2 separate regions of the Oryctolagus cuniculus genome follow, and region 2 is linked to region 1. Evidence: chromatin contacts called from public Micro-C data. All regions are on one chromosome and are shown on one strand. Each heading gives the region's core, a stretch centred on a gene start, on an enhancer-like site or on the middle of the called end of the contact. The rest is flanking DNA. Distances are from core to core; before and after follow the strand shown.

What was found. Hi-C and Micro-C count contacts between places; a contact is called where the count stands out from the background.
Region 2: a contact with region 1 is called in a Micro-C map of ear pinna, with 5 times the contacts expected there. The contact joins the enhancer-like site here to the promoter of TAF11 in region 1. A contact is called at or near these places in 2 of 6 Hi-C or Micro-C datasets (ear pinna and an unstated tissue).

Annotation. Positions count from the first base shown.
Region 1 is chr5:134,547,885-134,553,156 of mOryCun1.1, reverse strand. TAF11 (TATA-box binding protein associated factor 11) reads right to left here and starts at 2,174. Exons shown (of 4, transcript XM_008262799.4): 1 at 1,895-2,174. The coding sequence starts at 2,065. It overlaps ANKS1A (ankyrin repeat and sterile alpha motif domain containing 1A), which reads left to right and starts at 3,312. Exons shown (of 23, transcript XM_051855747.2): 1 at 3,312-3,667. The coding sequence starts at 3,474.
Region 2 is chr5:134,653,815-134,659,086 of mOryCun1.1, reverse strand. SNRPC (small nuclear ribonucleoprotein polypeptide C) reads left to right here. Exons shown (of 11, transcript XR_011388701.1): 6 at 2,704-3,031; 7 at 3,364-3,406. Among named protein-coding and RNA genes, the nearest start is that of BLTP3A, 27 kb to the right of the region's middle. Within about 2 kb of position 3,151, at least 2 of the 8 cell types and tissues checked have an H3K27ac peak or open chromatin away from gene starts, as enhancers often do.

The DNA of each region.
Region 1 (5,272 bases), core at 925-3,424:
GCCAATGCTGTGGCATAGTGGGTTAAGCTGCTGTCTGCAGCACTGGCATCTCATATGAGTGCCAGTTCAAGTCCTGGCTGCTCTACTTCTGATCCAGCTCCCTGCTAATGTGCTTGGGAAAGCAGCAGAAGATGGCCCAAAGATGGCCCAAGTCCTTGGGCCCCTGCACCCATGTGGGAGACCTGGAAGAAGCTACTGACTCCTGGCTTCAGCCTGGCCCAGCTCTAGCCACTGTGACCATTTGGGGGAATGAACAGGCAGATGGAAGCTTGCTCACTCCCCACCCCCCACCCCCAACTTTGTGATTCTGACTTAAAGAATATTAATAAATATTTTACATACTTACATGCATTATGTTACATATTTAAAGCTAATCCACAGTGCTGGCCCCAACATAATCAATTTTTATCGAAAGGCAGAGTTACAGAGAGAGGGAGAGACAGAGTTCTTCCATCTGCTAGTTCACTCCCCAATTGGTCACAACCACCAGGGCTGGGCCAGGTGGAAGCCAGAAGTCCTACATGGGTGCAGGTGCTCAACTTGGGCCACCTTCAGCTGCCTTCCCAGGCACATCAGCAAGGGCCTAGACTGGAAGCGGAGCAGCCAGAACTGAACCAGTGCCCATATGGGATTCTGGGGTTGCAGGTAGCTTAACCTGCTGTGCCACAATGCTGGTCTTTGATTAATTTTTTTTTTTTTTTTTTTTTTTTTTTTTTTTTACAGGCAGAGTGGACAGTGAGAGAGAGAGAGACAGAGAGAAAGGTCTTCCTTTGCCGTTGGTTCACCCTCCAATGGCCGCCGCGGCCGGCGCGCTGCAGCCGGCGCACCGCGCTGATCCGATGGCAGGAGCCAGGTGCTTCTCCTGGTCTCCCATGGGGTGCAGGGCCCAAGGACTTGGGCCATCCTCCACTGCACTCCCTGGCCACAGCAGAGGGCTGGCCTGGAAGAGGGGCAACCGGGACAGAATCTGGCGCCCTGACTGGGACTAGAACCCGGTGTGCCGGCGCCGCAAGGCGGAGGATTAGCCTAGTGAGCCGCGGCGCCGGCCTAATTTTTAAAAATGTTTCAAAAGCATCATAATTCTATCCTCTGCTGGCTCCAAACTTCTATATTGTAGTGAGCTCCTTTAGTGGACCATGCTAATTATTCAATTCCTTTGCGTCCTTGAGACCCATTTTAACTTTTCCTTCTTCAGCTTTGTCAACTGTCTTCTCTTTTTCTAAAAGCTTACCGTGTATGTTTTGGTGACAAGGCTATCCATCTAACGTTCAGTCCATGAGCTCTTCAGTTCCTTCTGCCTCTAAGATCCTAGAAATTCTCTCTTTAGAAAAGGAACCCACAGGACGCTGAGATTCTGGTCGCGATTGTTGCGCGGTTAGGCAACCCTGCTGAGCTATCCTGAGAGCACAGCTGATGGATTTGGTGTTTTTACGTTATAGAAACCCCTGGACATTAGCACGGAGGACACTGCAGCAGCTGGATGAGAATATGACTTCAAAGTCTCCCGTTAACAGATCTGATCAACTCTGCCTCCTGTAAAGACGAAAGCTGTACTTAAACAACAATTAACTAAGAGGACCTATAGTGCGGTGAAAGGCGCGCTGGGAATCCTGGATTTTGGCTCTTGCACTAAGTCTCGGGATGACAGTACCGACTTCATCAATAGGAAAACCAAGAAGCTATTTAAAATTCACTTAGATGTAGCTTTAATCCCGAAAGGCAAGGACTAAACATATTAAAACCTAATGCTCGAGTCTCTGGAACCAAACCAGCACCACAGTTTTGTTGCTCCTCCCACACTCCCCGGACGGCAGATCTAGAGGGAATCGTGGCGAGCTCCGGGTAACACAATCCCGGCGTATGCCTCCAACCTCAGTCACACTTCTCTGCCTACCTCGCCTTCCTCCGCTGCCGCTTCTTTCAAGTCCGCGTCTCCGTCTCCGTCCGCTTCCTCCGGGATCCCGTCCGTGTCCGCAGTCCCCGGGCCCCCAGGAGCAGCAGTCGTCTCGTCTGACTCCCCTGCTTCCCCACCTTTGTCCGCAGGAGACTCGCGGGCATTGTCCATCACAGCTAGAACGGCAAGGGGAGGAGATCGCGGTGCTGTCGGCCGCGGAGCTCCGGACCTCGCGCGGCACAGTGGGCGCTTACTTCCTGTCGTCGCACCGCGATGTCGTCACCACTACTGGTCCTCGGAAGGGCCATGGGGGGCGCGCGGAGCACCTGAGGGCTCCGTTTGAATCCTGGGTGGGTGGTGCTGGAGAGAGAACGCTGAGGGTGCAAAGTCCCCTGTGGATCCGTCCTTGGAGACCAGCACCTGTGAAGAAGTGCAGTTGTGCTTCCTGAAGGGTTTCTTTTTCCTTTCCGTCGTTCTAAGAATGCTTTGTCAGTTAACCTCTTCCTCAAAGTTGGAGGACCTGGGAGAAAACTGCTCCTTTTGTACGCGGCTGTCGCGTAACCTTGGGGTAGCAAACTTTCAGGCAGGGACTCAACCTCCTTTATTTCACCTGGACAGACTGCGGGCCTGACTTTACATTGAATTGCCACCATTTCCCCTCTACGAATATTTCACGAGCACCTTAAAAAAAAAAAGTCCTATTGCTTGAGCAGTGTTTATCCAACCCATTCATTCACTCCACGAGTGTTGACTGCCTGTTTCTGAGTCCGGAGCAGCGCTAGTACAGGGAAAAAACATTTTCTACCGAATTAAATGATTTTTCCAGTTCGCCAGTGCTGAAAATCGGGATAGGTTTCTCAAGCCTGACTTCTGTTACCCACTCAGTCTCATCATGAGGAATCCCTACAGGGTGGGAGGTCTCTCCTTTGAGCGCTTCACTTTAATGAGCCATTTCACGGATTGGGATGGTGAAGGGGCTAGGATATTTCTGCTTTTAAAATGTCCTGCCTTTTTTCATTGAGGCACGCGGAGGGAGGGGCAGGGCGTTTTATTCACCTCTGTATTACCAGGCTCCCGCACCTGTTACATACTGCTTTATGCTTAAAGAACGGACTTGGAAATGTAGGTGCGTATTACCATATTTCTCTCTTTGTTTCCACACCGCCGGGACGAATTACCGTATTTCCTGTCCCGTGAGCTCCCAAAACCTTTGGAAAAGAAGCGCACTTTGGAGGCGTACACAGGTGGGTCCCCTTTGTCCCTTTCCACTTCTTCAATGGGTACCCACATGGCACTGCCCCATTGACCCCCAAGTCCTGTCCTGACACACCAAGGTCCACCTGCACAGGGACGCGGAGCCCCGCCCAGCTAGGTGGGCAAGGGGGCGGGGCATGGGGGCGCGGTGACGCGTGACGCCGGATCCCGGAAGTGACGCGCTCGTGGGGAAAAGGCGGGGGGGGAGGGGGGTGGTGTCCCCGGCCGGTTTAGGGGGTGCGTTGCCCGGAGACGGAAAGTTTGGGAGCCGAGCCGGCTCCACGGTGGCCCCGGGGTGGGGGGTCCTGGGGTGGCGGCCCTGGGGATGGGGAAGGAGCAGGAGCTGCTGGAGGCGGCCCGCACCGGGCACCTCCCGGCCGTGGAGAAGCTGCTGTCCGGGAAGCGGCTCTCCTCAGGCTTCGGGGGTGGCGGCGGCGGCTCCTCTGGGGGCAGTGGCGGCGGCGGCGGCGGCGGCGGCGGCCTCGGCTCTTCCAGCCACCCTCTCTCCAGTCTGCTCAGGTGGGTACGCGCCGGGGCCCGGCAGCCGCCTGGAGACCCCCCCCCCGCCCGCCCGTACGTCTTTTAGGTCCCTGGAGAGGTCGGGCTCCCGAGACCCGGCGGGGTGGGCTCGCGGCGTACTCGGGGAGCGAGGGCAGGCGGCCGGCGGGACAGGAAGCCGGAGGGGGCGCGGGTCCGAGTTGGCGCGGCGCTCCGCTCTCCTTGTCTCTCGGTCCTGACCCGGGTGCGAAGAATGGTGGGAGTGCCCAGGTGGCCGCTCCGCCGCATGGCACAGCCCGGCGTCACCCTCGCCCGCTGTGGGATGCCAGCTGTCGTTGCTTCACAAAAGCCACTTGAGAGCAAATGATCTGTGTGTGTGTATGGGACCTCCCTCACCTCCTGCAGAAGCTCCCACGGCTTGCAGAATGCCGCGGCTCTGCTGGAGGGGATTCCCTTCCCGCAGGAGCCTGCAGCCTTCCGCCAGGCTGTGCAGAACCTGGCTTCTGTTTATATCAGAATTGTCTCTGGATCGGTCACGTTCGGAGAGTTCGTCTTGGAGCCCCTCTCGTGCTTGAGGCTCGAATTGTGGTTCCTTGTAATGAGCCTCCTTGCAGGGTTCTTCTGGGGTCTGTTCATCAAGAAGTGAAAGTTTAGGAAGACTTGGTTGGGAAATGGAGGGGCGCTTTAAAATTTTCTGGGGTCTGTTGTTGGACACTTGAATCCGAAGCTGTGAGGTTCGAGAGGGGAAAATGAGTTCTGTGTCGCTTGGAAGGGGGATTGGAGATGCTTTGTCATTGAGTAAAATATGTTGGTTCAGCAGCACTTTCATAGCCTGTTTTCCTTCCTTGTTCTTTTGAGGTTTTTAAGAAGTGGAAGTTCATTTAGAAATGGCTTCGTTAGCTTCTGTTCCCCATTAATTTATGTTACTTCGATTTGGGTGAGCTTGGACCAAAAAAAGAAGCCCGAGTCAAGTATTTTAAGCACTGAGTACCAACCACGGTCTTCACAGGAAGATTTGGAAAGGCAGTGTAAGACAAGAACCCTTCCCGGGAGTTTCCTTAAGGAAAGAACAAACAAGCAGAGCAGTACCGTTTCCTGCTGTTTTGCCAGCCCTTACAATACTGGCCTATAGTAGATACGGATGATTTATCAAATCATACAAGTGTCAGCTGGAGGACCGCAGATTTCCAAGTCAACTGATGGCGGTACTTACCATAGTTGTTGGTAGTTCAGAGAACACTTTGGGATGGGGAGGAGATCACCTCTTGCAGGAAGAGTGGGACTTAAGATGATTTGGGTAAATGAAGTATAATGGGAGTGTTCCAGGTGGGCACCCCTTCATCGGAGGCAAAGAAGTGAGAAAGTTGGCCTATTGGGTACTTGTGGGGCACTGGGAGAAGAACTTCCTACTGGGACTTTTGAGTAGTTGGGCACGATACGGTAAATAAGAATGGACGCGTATTCTTCCAGCTATCAAAGTGACAGTCTTTGTCAGGCTTATTTCTCCTGTCCTTAGAGGTGCTCAATAATTTCACACTGAACACATGAATTGAGCTTTGAACTTTGATTACTTTGATACTGTGCAGTTCTGACGTCTAAGCAGTGAGGGAAAGACTGTACATGATT
Region 2 (5,272 bases), core at 1,902-4,401, 100 kb before region 1:
ATATGGGTGCTGGTTTACATCCTGCCTGCTCCACTTCCTATCCAGCTCCCTACTGGTGGAATGGGAAAAGCAGCAGAAGATGGCCCGAGTGCTTGGGCCCCTGCCACCCACATGGGAGACTGGAATGAATCTCCTGGCTCCTGGCTTGTAGCTCTCTCTCGCTTGCTCGCTCTCTCTCTCTCTCCTGCCCCCACACCAGTTAAATCTTTTAAAAATGAATAAATAAATTGAGGTACATTATTATAATGAAATTTACGTGTTTTTAGGATATGCTTTGAGTGTCTTCCGAGGCTTCATGTTTTGAAGTTTAAGTCCTATTGGGAGGAACTAGGAGGGAGGAAACTTATTTTAACCATGGTGTTTTTGAAATGGGAGTCTCTGGGAAGTGATTAGGATTAAATACAGTCATTAGAGTGCAGCCCCCATGACCAAATTCTGGTGGCTTTATAAGAAGAAGGAAAGAGACCAGACACACATATACACTCACAGTCTTGGTCTCACCACGGGATGCCCTCTGCTACCCCATATTGCACCAAGAAAGGGCCATCATCAGATGATGGCTAGAACTTGTACCTCCAGAAATGTGAGACAAAACAGACCTCTTTTCTTTCTTATATTTATTTATTTGAAAGGCAGAGTTACAGAGTAGGGGTGGGGGTGGATCTTTCAGCTGCTGGTTTACTTCCCAAATGTTTTCAATGGCCAGAGCCAGACCAGGCCAATGGCAGGAGACTGGAACTCCATCCCAATCTCCCATGAGAGTGGCAGGGGCCCATGTACTTGGGCCATCATTCACTGCTTTCCCAGGTGTGTTAGCAGGGAGCTGGATTGGAAGTGGAGCAGCTGGGATTCAAACCAGTGCTCTTATGGAATGCTGCTATGCCACAATGCTGGTCCCACCTCTTTTCTTTTTAAAGTAGTGTGGTGCAAGTATTTGGTTACAATAATGAAAAGTGGAGTACTCTATGCATCTATAAAATAGATTCAGGAAATGTGGGGTGTGTGTGTGTGAGAGAGAGAGAGAGAGGTTTTCATTACTGTAACTGTAAAATACCCAAGAAAAAGTTTTTAGGAAGGATGGTGGTTTATTTCAGTTTACAATTTAGAAGCTCACATTCCTAGATAAGGTATTTTCATTAGTCTGGTGTCTGGCCCAGCCCTAGCTGCTGTGGCCATTTTGGGAGTGAATCAGCGGATGGAATATATCTTTGGCTCTCCCTCTCTCTCTGTCACTCTGCCTTTCAAATAAATAAATAATCTTTTTAAACTTTTTAAGTTAGAATGACACCTTTTCCTGAGTTGGTGAAGGAAAGAGGTCCGTCTATCCAATGTCTGCCTTCTGAATTTGCCTAATGCCTTTTGCTTTTCTTTAGCTTCACTTGATTGGATCCAAGTTAAACATTTTTCGTGATAACACACCATACTTGATGTATACTCTGCTGGCATTCCAACAGAAAACACATAACAATTAATGCTAAGATTTACCACTGCCATAGGGTAGTTAGATGTTAATAACTTCTTTATGCAGCTAACTTTTCCCTTAAAACCAGAAAGTAATCTTTGTGGTACTTAACCTGGTTAGCGCTTAGTTTTCTTATCTAAAATACGAATAAAGAGTTGTTGAATGGATTAAGTAAATTAATGTATTTAAAACACCCAGGAGAATGTAAGCATTTAAATGAAGTAGCATTTATTATTTTGGTTGCAACTACATCATCAGAGAATGTAGGGCAGAAGAACAGAAAGTTCCTCCCCTTGAGTTCTCAACTCTTATTTCCCTTTGCTAAGAGGGAGGCAGGTCATTTTGTCATCAACAGCCCAGGCTGAAAGTTTGTCCTTGGGGCTACAACAGATTACATCTTTAGAGAATGTACTTCCATCATTTTTTCTATTTAATAGCTACCACTTGTGGAAGGTTTAGTACATACAAACATTTCACTAAACACTTTACAAGCGTGTTCATATTTCATTCTTCCATCTGCTTACACGAGTAAGAATTATTACCCATACTCTTCAGATGAGAAAACTGAGGCTCAGAAAGACCAACTTGCCCAAGCAGCACAGCTAGTAAGCAAGCCGACGGGACTTAAAACCCGGATACTTGCAGTTGATACTGCAGGGTAGCGGGTAAAACCGCCGCCTGCAGTGCCTGCATCCCATATGGACGCAAGTTTGAATCCCGGCTGCTCTTCTTCCGCTACAGCTCTCTGCTATGGCCTGGGAAAGCAGTGGAAGATGGCCCAAGTCCTTGGGCCCCTGCATCCAGGGAAGAAGCTCCTGGATCCTGGCTTCTGATTGGCCCAGCTCCAGCAGAGTGAGCCAGCAGATGGAAGACCCCTCTCTCTGTCTCTCCCTCCGTCTGTAACTTTGCCTCTCAAATAGATAAATAATAAGATTTATTAAAAAATAAAAAACTGGGTATTCTACTATATTCCCTGGGCTTAAAGGGACTCAAACACTGTAAGTAAAGCGGTTTGCACTTGGCCTTATTGCTTTAAGAAATTATCATTTCTCACTTGTCACCTCCTCGATAAGCATTCTGTGTCTTTAAAGTTGAACTTATCCCTTACCTGTTTCATTTTTCTCCCTTAGTACTTTGGTCCATCTAACCTAATACATATCGCTTTTATTATGTCTTATCCAATAAAGTATCAATTTCATGAATACAAGGATTTTTGTCTGCTTTGTTCACTGTTTTTTCAGCATTTATAGTGGCTCCTGTCACACAGCAGAAGCTAATTAGGTAGCCGCCCAACGAAAAGAATCACGTATTTCCGGAAGTATCAAGAGTCAGAATTAAATGGGCGAGTTTTGAGCCTCGTAGGGTCCCGTAGCACCCGCCATTTCCGCCTACCAATAGGTGACGGAGAGAAAGAGAAGCCCCGCCTCTCACTCGGCTGCAGCCCGCGAGGACTTCTGAAGCGGTTGCGGCTGTTTCGTATTTCCGAGGCGACGGCGCTCGTTGTGTGCGTCATTTCCGGGCGGCGGGGCGGAACGGAGTGGCCAACGGCCTGCAGAGCAACATGCCCAAGTGAGTGGGGTGTGAAATTTGAGGGTGGTCGCGGTGGATGTTGGTGGTCCTGTGGGAGAGCGGAGCTCGTGTCCTGATTCTTGAAAGCCTCGGGGGTAGAGCGGATCTGGGAGCGGGGAGGGTAGTAGGGGCCGGAGCTCTGGATAGCGTTTTTAGGGTGGCGGTCGACCCGCTTAAGACAACAACAAATCTCTGCTTTCTCTCTGGACGCTTTGTTTGACACCTCCGAGGCCTCAGTAGGTCGGGGTGCGTTTCTTTTGTTTGTTTTTTACTCTTAGTTAATGGCGCTTCTGCGGGTGACTGCTTGTCATCTATCTTCCACCTCTTTTCAGGTTTTACTGTGACTACTGCGATACGTACCTCACCCATGATTCCGTAAGTATCGTGTCTTTTCGTAGTTTGAAAACGTCGTATGTGCAATAATTAAATCATATTTTTTGTAGATTGCGAGTTTGAGTCTGCCGAGGTTTTAAGGCCTACTGCTTGGAGAAAATAATTGGAGATGTTTTATTCCGCCCCCTCCATCTTGGGACGATATTCATAAGTTGAGGACATTTGCAAGAGTTAGTTTTCCAGCAGTCAGTATATTTTCATTGGAGACCCAAAATAATAAAGCTTTAGCAGGTTTGAAGATAAAAAAAAATTAAAAATTCCTGGAGAGTGTCCATAAAGATAAAATATTTGGCTCTGTCAGGTTACTCAAATGTTTGATTAAAATGAAAAGAAATGCCTTGACTCGAGCCAGAGTACTTTGCCTGAAAACTAGCAGATGACTGCAGCAGTTAAGAGTGAGTGGTTTTTTTTCTTTTTTTTTTGTGAGGCAGTGTTGCAGATATTTTCCAGGTATCACTTAACGCTCATATAATCCTGTGAGGGAGGAGGCTGAGGTAGAGGATGGCTAAAAACTACTGGTGTCACAAAGCCAGAGAATTGTACAGAGCTGGAAGGTGAGTCCAGGCAGTCTAATTCCAAAGCTAATGATTCTAGAAGGTAGCAGACATTTTGGTTCCAGGGCCCCTTTACAGTCTTAAAAATTACTGGGTTAAATTAAGAAAAAAAATTTATTATTTTAAAGACAGATCAACAGAGAGAGAGATCTTTCACCTGCTGATTCCCTGCCCAAGTAGCTGCAACAGCCGTGGCTGGGCTGAGCTGAAGCCATGAGCTTGGAGCTCCATCTGGGTCTCACATCTGGGTGGCAGGGCCCAAGCACTTGGGCCATCTTCCACTGATTCCCCAGGTGTATTAGCAGGGAGCTGGATGGGAAGCAGAGCAGGTGAGACTGGAACCAGTGCTAAAACAGGAAGCTGATGTTGCTGCAGCAGCTTTATCTGTGCTGCAGCATCAGCCTTTAATAGTCTTTAGATAATCGTAGGTGTCCTTCAGTACTTTTAGATTACTGCACTAAAACTCCGTACATGGTCAGTGGCAGTGTGCAGCCTTAAACTGTGTCAAACTTTTCATGCTGTTTCAGTGAAATTCAGTAATCTGTGTTGCTCTTTAAAGGACGTTTAACAGTGTGTGATTCTGAAACATACATTGGTCATTTGGAAAATATTGTTTCACTGTGTCATACAGGTCTTCCAGTACATTTATATAGTATTAAAAATTCACATTCATTAGTGCTACAATCCAATTAGAACTAAGTACTGAGCAATTGCCAAACTTATGGTGGCAGATTTTCTAAAATTGCAATTTTTGCTTCAAAGTTCAAATTTTATTATTGGTAACAAATACAATCAGTTGCTTTCCTTGATGTGACAGGCTCACTTCATCCATTTGTGAGAAGTCCAAGTACTTGTATGTCTGGATTTTAAAAATGTTTTGTGTCAAAATAAATACAGCTTTTTATGGGTATGTAAAGTGGTTAAGATGTTGGTCAGGACACACATCCCGTATCAGAGTGCCTGGGTTTAAGTCCTGGCTCTGCTTCCAATTTCTGCTTTCTGCTACGGTACACCCTGAGAAGCCTAAGGGAGTGGCCCAGGTATTTGGGTCTCTGACACCCACATGGGATACCCAGGTTAAGGTACCAGCTCCTTGTTTTGGCTTGGCCCAGTCCTGGTTGTTTAGGGCATTTGGGGAGTGAAACAGTGGTTGGAAGTTCTCTTGTTTGCTCTCTTTGCCTTTCAAATAAATAAAATAACTTTTAAAATTAAAAAATAAATCTTTTAATTCCATCTTCCATGAGCTTTTTAGAGTACCCTTAAATAGTTTGTTTCTTAATCATTCTTTCAAATA